Linked DNA regions of Sus scrofa: regions 2 and 3 are each linked to region 1. A link is a contact called in public targeted proximity ligation data. All regions are on one chromosome and are shown on one strand. The core of a region is the stretch at or near the end of the contact, and the rest is flanking DNA. Distances in the headings are between cores, read along the strand shown. Region 1 holds the start of VAMP1 (vesicle-associated membrane protein 1). Region 2 holds the start of TNFRSF1A (TNF receptor superfamily member 1A). Region 3 has its middle 12 kb from the start of PLEKHG6.

What was found.
Region 2: a targeted proximity ligation map of alveolar macrophages shows a contact between it and region 1. A contact is called at or near these places in 3 of 5 promoter capture datasets (fetal liver, fetal skeletal muscle and liver), 20 of 47 Hi-C or Micro-C datasets (alveolar macrophages, brain, embryonic fibroblasts and 11 more) and 2 of 2 datasets of targeted methods (alveolar macrophages and skeletal muscle).
Region 3: a targeted proximity ligation map of alveolar macrophages shows a contact between it and region 1. A contact is called at or near these places in 5 of 47 Hi-C or Micro-C datasets (embryonic fibroblasts, epiblast stem cells, omental adipose tissue and 2 more) and 1 of 2 datasets of targeted methods (alveolar macrophages).

Annotation. Positions count from the first base shown.
Region 1 is chr5:64,180,152-64,182,851 of Sscrofa11.1, reverse strand. It overlaps VAMP1 (vesicle-associated membrane protein 1), which reads right to left and starts at 1,356. Exons shown (of 6, transcript XM_005653160.3): 1 at 1,254-1,356; 2 at 871-1,120. The coding sequence starts at 872.
Region 2 is chr5:64,317,928-64,320,627 of Sscrofa11.1, reverse strand. TNFRSF1A (TNF receptor superfamily member 1A) reads right to left here and starts at 1,279. Exons shown (of 10, transcript NM_213969.1): 1 at 1,241-1,279. The coding sequence starts at 1,279.
Region 3 is chr5:64,360,920-64,363,619 of Sscrofa11.1, reverse strand. No RefSeq gene overlaps it. Among named protein-coding and RNA genes, the nearest start is that of PLEKHG6, 12 kb to the right of the region's middle.

The DNA of each region.
Region 1 (2,700 bases), core at 107-2,606:
ATATATCTGGAGATAGTTATAACCCTTATGTAACATAAATAAATCTGTTCCCTTTTCTGTCACCAAGAGAAGCATCAAAAATACATCTAGGACCAGACCAGGACTCCAGGAAAGAATGGAAAGTTCTTCATTCGTCTAGCCCTAGTTCTTCCTCAAGGTTTTGGAATGGGAGTGATGTTGAAGATGATCAGAGACTAAGTTGAATGTGTTGAGGAAAGGGGTTGAGGGGATCCTCAGCTGTTTCTCTTCTAAATACTTGGCTAAGACTCAATAACAGGAAAACATCACCTACACGGGTGGCCTTGGGATGAGTGGCTGCTTGGAATCACATGCCCCTGCCCCTTGAGCCTTTTTGAGCTGCTCACCTAGCGCCAGGGAACTGGCAGGTAAGTTTCTGGAGCTTTGCTCACAGCCAAGAAGAGTTGGGGGGTACCCAAGTCAGAGATTGCAGGACAAGCCAAGTTACTAACTGGCAGGTGCACCCATGGCCATGACTGTCTTTCTAGAGGCCCTAAGTACAGCTTCAACCAACAACAAGAAAGGGCCTGGGGTAGGCCCCTACCCGGTGTCTTGGCGCACCATCTTTCAACAGAGACCTGACTGAGGAGCCCCACAGGCGAGAGAAGAGGGGCAGCGAAAGTGGGACCCCCGCGCCCCTGCGCCGCCCGTGGGATGCTGGCTGGAACTGGTGCAGGAATGAGGTGCAGCCTCCCTTCCCCAAGGGTGGCCCGGCCCAGGGCTGGTGCGCGGCGGTGGTTCCCCGCGTCGCTGCATCTGCTGCAATGCGCCATTTTCGGTCCCGCAGAGTTCTGCGCTGGGGGTGAGAGTTGGCAAGGAGGTGTCGCGCCCCCCACACCAGAGTCAACTCACATGTCTCAAACAGAGGAAGGAGAGGTCTGTCTCCTCTCCGGAGGCTGCGGCGTGACACCGGGTCAGGGAACTCTGCGGTGAAACCGACGGCAACGCCACGCTCCTCCTCTTGCTGACCACCTGGAGCTCTAGCTGCGGTGGAACTCACTGCAGCGGCCGCTCAGGCCCCAGTCTTTATTAGTGCTGGTCACGCCCCCGGATCACGCTGATAAACCTGTGGACCAATCCCCGCCAAGAACAGACGCCAGTCCTGAAATGAAGCAGGGAATAAAGCCTACAGTGCCCGCCCCTGGAAATTCGCCAGTCACGGCTCTCTTATCATTCGGACCCGGAAAATGAGCGATGCTGGGAGGATGTGGCCAATACAACTGTGGTTTGCTTACCTGTCTGACTAAGCGACAGGGATGGGTGGAACTATGGCCCCCCTCCTGGAGGGTCGGCTCCAGCAGTTTGAGTTGGGCTTTTTTGGTGCCTCCAAGCCAATCGCTGAGCAGTTCCTCGGTCCGGGCCCGCCCACGGCCCGCGTCTCCAGCCAATCACGCCGTTTCCGCCTACAGCGGCAAGCAGGTTGGCGCGTGGCAGCCGGGACTCCCAAACCCTGGGAGCAGCAGAGGTTCGGTTGTCTGGGCACCGCCCAGGTGCTCGGACCTGGCAGGCCTCCACCCCCAGTCTTTGACAGACAGCTCTGAGGAGGCTATATCCATCGAGGCAGAGCCGCAGGCTCCCCGGGCCGCTGGGCGGCGGGGATCCTTACGACCAAAGTAAATACTTTGGAGAGCTCGGTTCACCGGTTCTACACAGCCATCAAGCCCCTCGCTCAGTCTGTCCTAAATTTAACTTTCCCTCCCCAAACTTGCTTGTCCTATCCCTCTCGGTAGCTTACCACTTGGACTCAGTTGCCCAAACCAGAAACCTGGAAACCATGCTAGATTTTCCTCCCATTCATCTTTTTCTGCCCTCCTATAAATCACCAAGCTGAGCGGATTTTTTTCTTCTTAGTATTTCAATAATTCTCTCCCCTCCTCTCACTGTCCTGCTGCAGCTTATTATCCCTTGTTTGGCGTCCATCAGTTGTAAAATCATTCTTCCACGTACTGCACACCAACATAATGCTTTTTTATCACTTCGAATTTTTATTTTATATGTATGGAAAGTGGAGGTTTCTATAGATGCAGATTTTTACCATACATCACTCTCATGCATACATGCAAAGGAAAATAGAAAAGTAGCCTAGTGTTCATAAAACTTTTTCAGACACCGACTCTTACGATTTTTTTTTTCTTTTTACTCAGTCTTAGATGTGCATGATTTCCACACAATATAGTCCTCTGTGCATGCCATCAAGGGCTTTGGGTGATGCAGCATTTCTTAAAGAAATGTTCCTTTTCTGTCTGGAATTTTTCTTTCAAGACATCCATTTGGCAAATTTTGATTCTTATGAGCCAGTATGACAAATACAGTATGACCATTCTGGCTAATATAGTCAGACATCCCAATTTAGATGTTAAAGTGAAAAAAGAAAAGTGCCTCTTAAAATTAATGAAATATCATATCATTTTGTTTCATCTTGCCCTCATTCATATCCATCCTCTAAGAAACCACTAGGATGATTTATCAAAATGTCACAACCTGGAGCTCCCGTCGTGGCGCAGTGGTTAACGAATCCGACTAGGAACCATGAGGTTGCGGGTTCGGTCCCTGCCCTTGCTCAGTGGGTTAATGATCTGGCGTTGCTGTGAGCTGTGGTGTAGGTTGCAGACGTGGTTCAGATCCCTAGTTGCTGTGGCTGTGATGTAGGCCAGCGGCTTCAGCTCCGATTGGACCCCTAGC
Region 2 (2,700 bases), core at 30-2,529, 140 kb before region 1:
GAAGAGGAGAAGGCAGGGCCGCTGGATGAGGGCAGAGAGGAGCCTTGAGGGAAGGGAAAGATGGGCCTGGGGAGACAGAATGTGGGAGATTCAAGAGGGAGAAGACGAGGGAGGGAGGTGCCGCGGGGGAATTAGGATCTAGAAACATGGACTAGAAGAGGGAGAGGGAGAGCGGGAGAGAAAAGATTCCAAAAGGAGACTCACTCGGAGAAGTCTTCCGGAAGACTTGACAGAAGGGGAGGGAATGATGGGAAGACAGTGTAAGACCCTTGGGGAGGGGCAGGGGTTTGGGGAGAGAGGTCAGGGAGAGGAGGGGGGATCGCGGTGGGGCGTGGCCCTGGAGCCCCCCGGAAGGGCAGGGAGCCTGAAGCTTGAGGCCAGCCTAACCCACCCAACCAGGTGGGGGCCAGGGGCTGGGGTCTCGGCCCAGGGTGACTCCAGGGGGTGGAGGGATCAGGAATACACTGAAACAAGCCTCAGGCAACAGAAAAGGGACATTTTTCAGTGACGAAAACAACTGTCTACCAACTTCCCCAAACTGAGCCATAGAAGAAGAAAGCCAGCAAAGGGCTGTTTGGGTCTGTGGGAGGGGGCCGGGGGCAGGCCCAAGGGCTCCGAGGCCACAGACGAGGGTCAATCCGACAGACCCAGCCGACAGCCCCAGGTGAAGAAGGCCCCCCAGGTGGGAGGCCTGGGCCTGGGGAGGCCACTGGGTCGTGGCCCCGATCCCCGTACCCCCTTCCCTCCCAAACGCTCCCAACACACAGCCTCCCAAGCCAGCCCTCAGCCCTGGCCTCTCCCGGACTCAGTTTCCCCACCTCACTAGATCCGGCCCCTGCCGTCCAGCAGTGTCCTGGCACCCCTCGGTGGCCTCACCTCTCCGGCCCATCACACTGGCCCAAAGGACAGGATCCTGAGCCACTGGGACTCGGAAAGGACTCTTTCTCCCACTCCTTCCCATTTCCTAACAAAGTGCCCCACCCGCGACCAGGAGGGTCACCCTCCCCCACACCCCGGGCACCCCCAGCCCCTACAGTCGTCTTTGGCTGTCCCTGCCCGCCCGGGCTCCCTTTCCCTCCCTGCCTTTCAAACGTCTCCCCTGGTCCCCGACAGGCGCGGCGGATGAATGGGGCAGTGTTTGAGATCAGGCCGCGCAGGCCTGAGGCTGGGGCCTGGCTCTCTCCTGCCGCAGGCGGCCTCCTCACCCGCCAGCCCCCTCGGCCCTCCGTCCCAGTCTCACCAGTGGCAGCAGCAGGCCAGGGACGGTGGGGAGGCCCATGTCCGGCCAGCTGTGTCCTCTCACTCCCCCATCAGGGCTCAGGCAGTGGCGACAGTGACGGCGGACCGAGGCGACAGTCGATACCGTCCCAGGAGGAGCAGGGTCCGGAGGTCCCAAGTGGAGCCGGAGGGTTGGGCGAGGGAGCTGAGGGTTGAGCCTGGGGCAGAGAATCACGGCCTGGTCCCGGGGAACCTCAAACCCGGAAGGCCAGTTTTGGAGCCAGAGTTCGGAGAACTCAGAAAAGTCAAGCCGAGAGGAGGAGAGAGGAGGTGGGAGGGGAAGGGAGAGCGCAGAGGGGGTGTTGTAACTTCAGGACAGGAAGAGCCGGGGGTGGAGGCGGGAGGAGGCGGGAGGAGGGGGCTGAGGCTCCTTAACCCTTTGTGGCCAGTCAGAGAGCCCGTGCTGGCTCAGCTGCCACGTGCTGACCGCTCCCAACCAAACACAGAGGCGGGCCAGCCCCCTCCCTCCTCATCCCCATCGCCGGGCCTTCCCAGGGACACAGCTAGAGGAGAGCCCAGGGCTTTGGAGTCAGATTTACTGGGTTTCAGCACAGAACGCTTTTGTTTTTTTAGCTGTGTGATTTCTAACTCTCAGAGCCAGTGTTCCAATTTGCAAAACGGGGAGACCCTCTCTTTTTTAAGAGTTTATTTAAGAGTTTTTTATTTAAGAGTTTTTTAAGAGTTTTAAGAGTTTATTGAGACCAGACAGGTTTATTAAGCATCTGATGCTGGACCAGTCCTAAGTGCTCCTTCGAGTCTCTCCCCTTTTCCCCAAAGTTCTCTACTGACACCCTAATCTCTCGCCTTCTTGGGAATTTTCCCCTCCAACCAGAACCTCAGAGTAATTCTAGCCCTGACCCGGGCCCTGACCCCCTCCTCCACCCACAGTTCTCAGTCCAGTCCCTGCTCTGCTGGGGCTGGGCCCCCAGCTGCTGACCCTGGCTCTGCTTTCCCAGAAACCTCAGTTATTACTTTTTAATTTTTTTAATTTTAATTTTTATTTTTTTTCTTTTTGTCTTTCTAGGGCCTCACCCAAGGCATATGGAGGTTCCCAGGCTAGGGGTCGAATGAGAGCTGTAGCCACCAACCTACGCCAGAGCCACAGCAACTCGGGATCCGAGGTGCATCTGCGACCTACACCACAGCTCACAGCAACGCTGGCTCCTTAATCCACTGATTTCTACTGATCGAGGCCAGGGATCGAACCCGAAACCTCATGGTTCCTAGTCGGATTCGTTAACCACTGTGCCATGAAGGGAACTCAGAGACCTCAGTTATTAAATGACAGTGACAGTGCCTGTCACTGTCAGGGAAGGTGATGTCATGAGGCTTAATGAAATCACATCTATGATAATGCTGTGGAATTAGCTCCCTATTTCACAGATGAGAAAACCAAGGCCCAGAGATAAGCAGGCCAGGTGT
Region 3 (2,700 bases), core at 135-2,634, 180 kb before region 1:
GGAAGTTCTCAGGCCGGGGATCAAATTCAAGCTGCAGCTCTGACCTATGCCACAGCAGCAGCAACACCAGATCCTTAACCCACAGCACCACAGTGGGAACTCCCCTACATAGAATTTAATCCAGGAAACTATTTATTCAGTGGGCCCCTGACACCCGTCAACTCTGCTCCAAGTGCCCCTTTTCCAGAGTGAGTGTTCGAGGACTCCCTCCTTCCCCATCAGCCCAGCCCCCTTCCCGCTGGGTCAACCTCTATCCCTGTGGGACATAAACCTGCCTTCAGGCTTTAGATTCAAAGGAAGCCAAAATAGTAGCTGGATGGTAAAGACGAAAGAAATAAAATTCTTTACCTCTGTATACTTGGGACGTTTTATTTGTGTTTAAAAATGTAAACAGTGAAAGGAGGGCAAATAACAGATGAGATTTTTATTTAGTCAGACTAACATGAAATGTGGTCATTTCATTTCATGATTCCTGCTAAAAATAATTTTGTCGAGTGGAGAGGGGAGGTGTTTAAAATCATCCACACCATGCCACGTGCCACAGGTGGCCTCACCTTTCTCGGGTCTTGGTATTAATTATTAGTCATTAATTATTACAGTTAAGTGTAATTAATGCTTGGAATGCCAAAGCTTTGTGTCTCCCAAAAAAATGACAGCAAAACATCAGTCTGGATGAATCCTCTTTGAATCAAATCACCGCAAGCCTGTGGGCCAGTCTTCATGTCTTCTCTGTCACGTGTATATTTTCCTTCTGGGCACAATGTGAAATTAAAAAGAAGGTAGTTTTGGAGTTCCCGTGTTGGCTGGGCAGGTGAAGACCCTGACTAGTATCCATGAGGATGAGGGTTCGATCCTTGGCCTCCCTCAGTGGGTTAAAGATCTGGCATTGCCACAAGCTGAGGTGTATGTCACAGACGTGGCTTGGATCTGGCTTTGCTGTGGCTGAGGCGAAGGCCAGCAGCTGCAGCTCCGATTCAACCCCTAGCCTGAGAACCTCCATATGCCATGGGTGTGGCTCTAAAAAGACAAAAAAAAAAAAAAAAGATAGTTTAGCTCATGTTGAGTTGTTCCAGATTTCAGATATATCATAGATGGGGCTGCAGAGTGATAATGGTATTTATTTCCACGTGTCCCAAATTGTCCAAGAATGCCTGATTCCAAAGAATGAATCCCGTAAACACAAAGCAGGCAAAGTTCTGAAGGTCATGGTACTTTATATCATGCAGGTGGCAAATTCATGGCCCAGAGCCATGCCGTGTCTGTCTATCTTCAAAGTATGCATGATTCTTAAAAAGCATCTGGGCAGTCGGTGCCGATCTGCTCTGAGATGCACTCGGGCCCTCACTGCTCTCAGACGGAGGAAAGCTTGAGTCACCCTCAACCGCCCTGTCTGGGTCTGTTCTCCTTTACATATTTGTATGACTTCCAAGAGGAGGAAGTGACAAGTTTCACATTTACTTTCAACAGTTGAACACTACGTCTTTAAATAAAAGGAACACGTCTCAGAGGCACTTTAGTGTTGTGTATTTTTGTCAACTTCTTTTTTTTTTTTTTTTTTTTGTTTTTTTATCTTTCCTAGGGCCGCTCCCGAGGCATATGGAGATTCCCAGGCTAGGGGTCTAATCTGAGCCGTAGCCACCGGCCTACACCACAGCCACAGCAATGCCAGATCTGAGCTGCGTCTGTGATCTATACCACAGCTCACGGCAATGCCGAATCCTTAACCCACTGAGCAAGGCCAGGGATCGAACCCTCAACCTCATGGTTCCTAGTCAGATTCGTTAACCGCTGTGCCACAATGGGAACCCCCTTGTTAACTTTTAATGACTTGGAGGAAAAAATTTTCATTAACTTCTGCCCTCAAATTATTAGATAAGGGAAAGTCATTCTCTCCCTCTCTTTTTTTTTTAAATTTGGTTAAATGTCTCCTGCTTCCTGTCAATCATCAGTTATTTCTCAGCTTACTGTGTGTTCTTTTTTGTTGTTCTTTTTAGGGCCTCACTCACGGCATGTGGAGGTTCCCAGGCAAAGTGTCAAATCAGAGTTGTAGCCACTGGCCTACACCACAGCAATAACAATGCCAAATCTGAGCCGCGCCTCCAACCTACACCACAGCTCACGGCAATGCCAGATCCTTAATCAACTGAGCAAGGCTAGGGATTGAACCTGTGTCCTCATGGATACTAATCAGATTCGTTTCTGCTGAGCCACAACGGGAACTCCTTATTGTGTATACCTACCATGTTTTTATTAGATTAACAGCATTGTGATGTATTCTCCTGTAAATAAAGCCTTTAACAACGATCCTTTTTTTTTTTCTTTCTTTCTTTTTTTTGGCTGCACCCAGGCATCCAAAATTCCTGGGCCAGGGATTGAATCCAAGCCATAGAAGAGACCTGAGCCACAGCAGGGAGAATGACAGATCCTTAACCGGCTGAGCCACAATGGACCTCCCAAAATATATTCCTGTTTTGATCAATTATATACTAATTATAATTCTAATAATATAGAGAGTGTAGGAGGAGAGCAAATGGGGCCAAATGTTAATAATTAGTGACTTGAGGAAAAGACATACAAGAAGTCATGTTATTTTGCAAGTTTTTTTATAAACTTTGTTTAAATAAGAAACTTAAAAGTGAAGCATTTTAAATGTTAATATTGATAATATGCTAAAAATTACATTTAAAACCCTAAAGAAAA